Linked DNA regions of Capsicum annuum: region 1 is linked to region 2. The links are chromatin contacts, called in public Hi-C maps. All regions are on one chromosome and are shown on one strand. The core of a region is the stretch at or near the end of the contact, and the rest is flanking DNA. Distances in the headings are between cores, read along the strand shown.

What was found. A called contact is a pair of places that touch in the nucleus more often than the background predicts.
Region 1: a Hi-C map of leaf shows a contact between it and region 2, with 1.8 times the contacts expected there. The contact joins the enhancer-like site here to the promoter of LOC107848267 in region 2. A contact is called at or near these places in 3 of 5 Hi-C or Micro-C datasets (bud, leaf and placenta).

Annotation. Positions count from the first base shown.
Region 1 is chr11:217,015,419-217,020,109 of UCD10Xv1.1, forward strand. LOC107847673 (NEDD8-activating enzyme E1 regulatory subunit AXR1) reads right to left here. Exons shown (of 16, transcript XM_016692067.2): 13 at 4,528-4,611; 14 at 4,260-4,440; 15 at 4,020-4,118; 16 at 3,414-3,938. The coding sequence ends at 4,035. Among protein-coding and RNA genes, the nearest start is that of LOC107847085, 2.8 kb to the left of the region's middle. Within about 2 kb of position 3,108, at least 1 of the 5 cell types and tissues checked has an H3K27ac peak or open chromatin away from gene starts, as enhancers often do. A contact at or near this core is called in leaf, where this site is marked.
Region 2 is chr11:216,965,190-216,969,855 of UCD10Xv1.1, forward strand. It overlaps LOC107848267 (LOB domain-containing protein 1), which reads left to right and starts at 2,316. Exons shown (of 2, transcript XM_016692984.2): 1 at 2,316-3,056. The coding sequence starts at 2,805.

The sequences.
Region 1 (4,691 bases), core at 1,858-4,357, 51 kb after region 2:
GTTTATTGCAAATTAGTTAAACACCGTAATTAATGACTGAGTTAGGTGTACCTCACTCAGTTGAATTTGCTTTCTTAAATTTGTTCAACTTATTATGTCAGAACTAATTGAATCTAAACAACTTTTCTTTTAATTAATCGTGAGGAGGGTTTCCATTTTATTACTCAAATAGAGACACTTAATTTCCTAGGTTTTGGGACTCTAGTATTTAAAAAAATCGATATTTTTTTGTGAAAGTATCACATTTAGATTATTTTTATTAAAGGAAACAATTTCATCACCATGCCCCTTCAAGGCGAAAAATGGACATTGAGAATCAAACTCATGTGGGTAAGGCTAGTAAAATATTTGTTTTAAACTCCAAAATCTTTATTATAAATTTTATAATTTTAATTTCGCTTAAATAATATTAAAAATTATAAAATATAAAAGTTACAAAATTTAAATTAATTAAAAAAAAAGTAAGAAGAACTATCTACTTTTTTATTAAAAATATGTTAAAAAAAAATTTCAAATCTTAATATTAATAAATAAAGGTTTCACAATAATATTCAAGGTAATGCATTGCAAATAAATGACTAACATCTTATTAATTAAAATTAGTTCTTACTTTTATAAATAATAATATTACTAAGTGAAGTTAAATGTTTAATGTCTTTTAAGAATACTACACTAAAAAAATAGTAAGTAAGAATCAAAATATAACTCTAAATTATTGATAATATTTTTGTTATTTCTATATATTTAAGATATTATATCAAAATTTAACTTTAGGTCACTAATTTTATTGAGACGACCTTGGTTTTACAATTTAAATTCTATTAGCAATTCACCTAATCATGTGGTTTTTACCAGTGTTTTCAAAGGCATTTCGAGGCGAGTACGCTTCGGGGCGCAAATAAAAAACGTAGATTCATAAGGCGTAAGTCCTAGAATCCGGGGCGTAAGTCTCGGAGTTAAAACGTAAGTCTCAGACATAAAAACGTACACCTTGGTGTTAGATTTGATTTTTATTATTTTAAAAGTATTTTTTTGCAATAATCATATTTTTTTTTATTATTGATGTAATGATATTTATACTTTATGTTATCATATTGTAGTAATATTTTGTAATATATGTAAATAAAGAAACAAGCTCCATAGAAAATGACACAAGCATAAATAATTGTTAGATAATTATGTTTGAAAATTGATAAAACGAAATTTTTTCAACTAACTAGTTTCAAAAAGAAATTGATAGGACAAAGAGTTCATATTACTATGTTCCTGAAATAACTTTATTCATTTTTTGTCAATGATCTAACACTTTTTATCTTTCTCCTTCTTTGACATACATAAACAATGTTAAGTACAATATTAGTTGATAGTAGGAACGACTAATAGATGTAGAGATGAATGCTAATTTTAATTTTAGAAATTATCTCGGTCATATCAGTTTTTGTGTTGTTACATTTCTCAAATAATAATTGTCATACTTTTTTTTTCTATATTATTAATGATTTATTTAAATTATTTATAGAATCATCAAAAATTTTGCTTTTACTTATATGTTTAGTAATAAAATGTTAAAAATGAAGATACATATGAGATATACGACCCATAGATCCATCAAACTTACGCCTCATCCCATAATGTTATGTAAAACGCCTCGCTTTACGCCCCCGCCTTTTAAAATAATGGTTTCTGCTGAATATATTCAAATATTGATTCCTAAGATTGTCATTTTCCAATTCTTTCAAGTCATTCAATTGTCAATGTTTCTATATTAGCTAAAAAAGAAGGGTGTCTAAATGCATATTACAAATGAATTGCATTTGATAAATCAGAGATATATAATAACATAAATGTCAACCGTGTTCTATGGCAAATTTTTCAGTTTTTCTGACCGCTTGTCTTCTTTTTTCCTATGATTTTCAACTCTATGGACTATAAAATCCAGAAAGTAGCCCTATGTCTTTAGACTTTATAACATTCACAATTGTATATCCTTTTTCCCAATAAAGAAAAAGATTTGACGTTACTTATCTCAACTTGTTTACTACTTTTATGGTGTCTTATGAAATTCATTTGATTTGTTATTCTTCTATCCATTTGACTTACTATCGTCTCTGCTATATGCCTACCACATCTTGAAGACTTGGAAACTTGCAATTTGCAAGAAATTTTGAAACTAGATTATTAGTTTAGAGAAATTGGAATACTCAATTTCCCATTAATTTAGGCATTGTAAGAGTACAACACAAGACCTCTAGTCACATCAACCGTGGCATTGAGTAGCGGAGATTGATTGAAAAGACAGGCTAACTCGACCCTCTCCTCCCCTAACTGCCTATTTACAAGTGTTCTTAGCTCAATCGGAGATCAAGACTATGGTCTAGTGGAAACAAAAGGCCAGATAAAGTGATATGTGAATTGCTCAGTAGTATTCCACACTATCCTAGCTAGCGAAAGTAGTTTAATGGTAGAGCATCGCGTTGTCAAGTCTCTCCTTCCACTCTAGCTTCGTCGTTTAGTAGTAACAAGTGGACTAAATAAATCACTTTAGAAATTAGAGTGAGTAGCAAGCAACCCCTTGTATCTGTTTAACTAAATGTGTTATGCTTAAGGAGAAATGAATGCTCATTTTTCAATTCCAGATTGAGATTATTAATCCACATTGCCGTAATTATACAATCTATGGTAGTTTATTAATTGACCGATAGGAGGGTGTGGACGATAGATATTAAGGTAGAAAATTAGTTGGGTAAGAAGTGTTGATGAGCTTTCAAGAGGTCAGACCTGTAAGTGTTTTGTCGTAGACATTGCATTATTTTTCTTTTTAGTTGCTATATTTACTAATGGCGGACCTAGGTGCAATGTTATGGTGCTCCAACACTGGTTAAATCCAAAGCAAATTAGGTATAATTATATAAAAAAAATGATATAAGACTGAGAATACCACGTGAAAACCAAGAAGATAGTTGAGTGTTTTAATTTTCACCCAAAACCTTAAAGCTTTGGTAGTCAATATGTGCACACAAATATCCCGCCGCTACTGTATTTACTTTACTGTTTCTTCTCCTATGTACTTGGTATTGAGTCGAGGATCTTTCAGAAATAACCTCTCTACCTCCACAAGGCAATTGTAAGGTTTGCCTATGGCAATTGTAAGGTTTGCCTATGCTCTATCCTTTCCGAAACCTCAGTTGTGAAATTTCACAGGGTATATTGTTGTTGTAATATATTAATTGATTCTAAAACTTCAGCTTATTTGCACTTTCAGTGTATAAGCATACTGTTTACGTATTTATTTGTTAGTTTGTTTTTATGTTTAATATTAATCGTAAGCACCATTACTGACATAATCAACAACCCATATAAGCTAAGTCACTATACCATATTCAACTAATATATACATACAACAATATACAATATTACTACAAGAAAATTAACATATTCTATTAAGATCAACTCTATGCATTTTCATGCCAGTATAATTTCAGTATAAGGCTCCATTGTCAGTATATTTTTAAACACAACATTGACATAACTGTAACGTGATTTAGCTGGCAAGGTTTTCTATGATTTTTATCTTTAAATTACAAAGTAACGAAAAAGTAAAAGTGACCGAGATGCAAGGGGAAAACTTTCGCTTAACATTTCCAGAAAGACCACCTATTTGTTCTTTATCAGGTTCAGCATGAAATCACAAAACCTCTACCAAAGATTGCCAAGCATTTGGTACTGAATTTCCTCCTCCCTTGAGAACAATCAACAAAGAAAAAACAACTCTTTAGACTCCCTTCATCGGTGAGTTGAAATGAAGCAACCCCCAATCGACTACGTATTAGTGTATAGAAGTTAAACTCTTTCCTTGCACAACTAAAAGTAGCATTTTCCTCCCATTGGAAACGATATGGTTTGTGAGCAAAACTGAGTTCCGTTATACGAAATGAAATCTGCCAAGGAGAGTGAAAACAAAAACTATCAGTTCCGAGGAACCTAAGAATGCAGCGTAAAGTTGAGGAGAAAGGACTAGCCTGTAAATTCGGGGACTATAGCAACAACAGCTGGGACTTGTTATCAATGCCATTAAAGATGAAAGTCCCCGACATGGGAATGAACTGTCTCGTGATGAGCTGCAGTGAACACAACAATCAACATAATAGACCTCAGATTACCGCTCTCATAGCAGTATAGCGCATAGCTATATTTCCAATAGACTACAAGTTTTGACAAAAAAAAGGTTCAAGATAAAAATATTTGGAGGAGATCCAAACCTTGATCACTTCTTGTGACGCAACTCCTCCAACGAAGGCAGCCACTGCATGAAGCTCAGAAGCACCATACCGGCACATCTCATTAATAAGGTCCTCTGATAAGGCAGAGCTATTGCAACCAAGGTCATTGAGTAAGCCAACAGCCGTAGTTTTCAACCGGGATATATCCTCATCCATCACACTGCAAAAATATTTCTTAAAGGTCAGACAGCCTAATAAAATTCTCCGAAGAGATAAATTGTTTGGATGAGAAAACATCAGCTCTTACCCATCAAATTGGCCAGGAAATTTATTATAGTTCACAGCAAACCGGTCAGCTGCTCGAAGAAGAATGTAAAGACCCGCAGCAGTACTGCCATAAGAAGGCAGTAGGAAAAAATTCCAAAAGAAAAAGAGTTTTTATGTAAAATTTTAACAGTTCAGCAAAAAGAT
Region 2 (4,666 bases), core at 1,066-3,565:
TGGGTGATGCAAAAGAATACATAGATAAATTATATAATCATTATGTTGATTTAGTAGATTTAGCCGTATCTACAAATATCACCAACTGTCGCTCCTTATCCTCCCGAGGAGCCATCATTTTCTAAAAGGCTGGCACATAGTGATTTTTCTGATCATTTTATGATTTAAATTGTTGGAACAATGTCGAGGAGGGAGCTTACACATCAATTTATCGGGAAGAGCTTAAGTATTATCTTCGGTCGCCGCTAGAGGATCGCAGACGATGGGTCAATGTGTTGGATTGGTGGAGGAGTAATGAAACATAATATCCTATTCTTTCAAGATTAGCTAGAGATATCTTGAATGTTTCAATGTCAATCGTTGCATCGGAGAGCGCTTTTAGTCAAGGACGACAGCAACTTGGAGACAACCGGCATTCATTAGGAAGCAATGCAATAAATGTTCTCATTTGCCTCAGAGATTAAATTAGAGTCGAACGAAGAAATCAAGGAATGGAAGCAGAGCCGAACAACGAGTAGAGACTTGAAGAAATTATGACTTCACGAGATAACTCAGCAGAATCAAGTCCAATGCATGGTTTTGCCCCCGTTGACTTTGACTATCCTATGCAAGTTCCCGTTAATATTAACATGAATGAGTTGGAGAAAATGATGCAAAATTTGTAGATTTTTTATTAATGTAAATTATAAATTTTAGATCATTTTGCAATAAATAAAATTCAACATTCATTCATTCCTTACTCCTTACTTTGTAATTTTTTTCATTTAATGATTTAAATTGAATTTCTAGTTTAAATTAAAAACTTAGTTTTAATATATTATTAATTTACTATTAAGTATTATACTATTATTAATTTATTATATTAAGTAGCATATGTTTTATTTAAAATAGTGTATATATGTGTATATATTTTCTAAAATAGTATATATTTAACGTATACATGTGTATATGTTTTATAAATTAGTATATAACTATATATATGCGTGTGTAAATTAGTATATTGAATGGTGCGTATATATGTGTCTATATCTTCTATAGATGTATATATTTAATGTATACATGTGTATATGTTTTATAAATTAGTATATAACTATATATATAAATATTTTAGTGTATATATATATTGTAGTATATGTTTTATTTAAAGTAGTACATATATTGAATGGTATATATATGTGCGTGTGTATCTTCTATAGATGTATATATTTAACGTATACATGTCACATGTGTATATGTTTTATAAATTAGTATATAACTATATATATATACATTGTAGTATATGTTTTATTTAAAGTAGTACGTATAGTCGTATATATTGAATGTTATGTATATATGTGTAATTGTGTATATGTGTATATATTTTTTAAATTTTAATGTAGCATATACTATTATATATATAGTGTATATATATTGCTTAATGTATTTAAAATGTATATAGGTGGGTATATATAGTGTATATTAGAAAAAAACTATTTTTTTTTGTATTTTGACCTGTTTTGACTGAATTTTTAATCGGATTTGACCGAATTTAGGTGGGTTAGACCGAGTTAGGCTAAGTGGGCCGGTTCAGGGTTATTTTTTAAAAAATATTGTTGGATTCAGAATCGGCCCGGCCCACTTAACCAAGCCTGAAATCGGCCCAGCCCACAAACCGATTAAAATTAACGGGTCGGTTCCGGGTTGACCCGACTCAGCCCACTTGACACCCATATTAAATATACATACACACATATTATTATTATTATTACTATTATTATTACTATTATTATTATCATTATTATTATTATTATTATTATTATTATTATTATTATTATTGTGGACGGTTATATCGCCTAGATTCCCTTTATTAAAGACTTAATTAAACATCCATGATTAATTACTAATATAATAAATTTCTCAGAAATCGGCTAATTACGTTCAAAGCTAGTTTTTATGTGTTTTCACATGCAAAATGCAATAAAGCAATATAATGAGATCTACAAGTAGCTTAGTACTAGTGAAAACGGAAGATCGCCGCAGCAAAATAAAAACTTTTATTTCTATTTTTTTTTGTTTGTTTTTTCGAGAAATTATACTATGATATTATTAATTTTTATTTATTTATTCACAATTAGGGGAAGAAAGTATTAATTTTACTTTCAGCATTTAATTAGTTTCGTAGTTACCCGAGCACATTTTAGTTGATCATTTTTTCCCGTTATAAATAAATAAATAAATATATAAATATATATATATATATATAGGCTTTTTTTAATCTTTTTAAATTATCATATCAGATTTGATATAAATAGTTACATAATACTTTTATTAAGATTAATTTCACATTATTGTGTATCACCTCGATGTAGGGGGTCGAATCCGATCAAAAGCTCTCCGTTTTTATATATATATTTTTTTTGCACTATTCATCAACCCACTCACGTCAAAAAAAATAAGATAAAGATTATAAGATGAAAAATTGAACTCTCATCGATAAGTTAAAGTTTACGGTAACTGATAGAATTGTTGAGTTTTCCTCTCTCATCAAAAGAAAAACAAACAATAAATAAGTCGGACGTATGAATTCTTGTTTATTTAGGCTTAAATTATCATCACAACACCAAGTAAAATGAAAGAAAGAAAAGTCCTCCATAATTTAAAAAGGTGATGTCATTTTCTTATTTATGACATCATTTTACTCCTATCTCATTTTCTAACTTGGCTTATAAATATACCCTTTGTTCACTTCATCTTAGAGCACCCCAAGTACTCTCTTCTTAAGACTATTTTCCTTTTATACACATTTCTACAAATAGCAAAAAAAAATGGAGTCTACCATATCTTCATCCTCATCTCGCTCCATCTCGCCGTCGTCTTCGTCTTCTCCTAACTCTCCACCACCACCAGCGTCAGTGACACCGGTGGTGGTGGTCAGCCCTTGCGCCGCCTGTAAGATATTACGGCGGCGCTGTGCTGAAAAATGTGTGTTGGCACCTTATTTTCCGCCAAGTGATCCTATCAAGTTTACTACTGCTCATCGTGTGTTTGGTGCTAGTAATATTATCAAGTTCTTGCAGGTATGCATCTTTACTATACTGATGAACTTTTGTAAATTTATTCAAAGAAAGTATGGTACGCCTCCCCAAAGGTGGAGTCGAAAATTGAAGTTTATGAATACTGAATATCAATTAAGTCTGAGTTATTGAGTTCACAATTGAATATTTGTTTTATATAAATATAAAATTTAAGCAAAAGTTACTAGATTCATCTAAACCTATATATATTATTATACAGTATCTCTGAAGTAATTAAATTAAACTTGTTGTAGCGGATAATATGTTTGGCTAATTTTTTGGCTATTTAGTTTCACGTTTTGGGTGAAGGAATTCAACTGAATCCCCTTGGTCTTAATATTTACTGTTCAAGTAGGATAAAAATAAGTTTTATCTATATACATAAATGGTTGAATCCCTTTAAAAAAAGGGAAGCTTCGTAATATCTCATTTTGTTTTTATCTTTAATGAATCCTTTTGTTAAAATTTCTAACTTTGTCATTAACGATATAAAAATTCTTTATACATTGTCGGAGTCAAACTTAAAAAAATATAGGGTGTTTTTAGCTTGGAAAAAAGTACTATTACAATTTCTTTTAATTTTGTGGTAGTTATAATTAGGAGGACTTTAAAAAAAATTACAAATGTTTAATGCATGAATTCTACAGATTTGACGTTTAGTAGTATTTAGGTAGTTTCTGGTTGCAAATTTGAAAAGTAATGTTTAGGCTTCAAATTGATTGGTGAAATAGACATAAGAAGTTGACAAGGAAATATCTCAATCATATTGCCCTTCTTAGTGTAGGGATATTGATTTCTCCATGACTATAATAATGAGAAACAACAACCACATCAATAAACTCTATTTGTTACTATTGTTATTATTAGTAGAATGTCTTTTCTTTCTTTTCATCCCAATCTATACTAACTACTCCTCATTTTTCATTATGTATTTTTTGGGTGTTCATATAGGTATATAAATTGAGTTCTATATTATTCCAGGCGGTTTAACTTTTCAAGATTTATACGCTTAGAAAATGTAGAGAAATTCTGATACTTATGTTTTAAATTTGCATAAAATATTGACGTGGGATAAGTTTAAAATGTTGTGATAGTCTATGGTTATTCATATAAATGACCAAAAATCTAATGTGTTTGATAATAGGCCAGATATTGAGATGTAGTTATTGCATATTTATGTTATGTAGACTTTCCATTTTCAAATTATTGCATATCTATGCCAAATAATATCTATGGCATCTTTAGTTCAAATAATTAAAACCCTTCACTATAATGTAACAAAAACAAGAATAAGTTACATAATTCATTGCTAATCTATTGCTAAATATCCTGTAGAGATAACATGATTATTTGATAATTCATCGTTAATCCATAGTCATTAATGAATGTTTACTATTAAATATATATATATATATATATATATAGTTGTTTTGACAACTTGGTTAGTTTAGCAATTATATACACATATATACAGTCATGGGTTCAAACCATGAAAGCAGTCATTATTAGTGTTTGCATTAGCTAGCTGGGGTAGGTTGTCTACGTCATACCCCTTGAGGTGCGGCCCTGCCCCGAAGCATGCGTGGACTGTGAGATGTTTTGTACACCCTGCT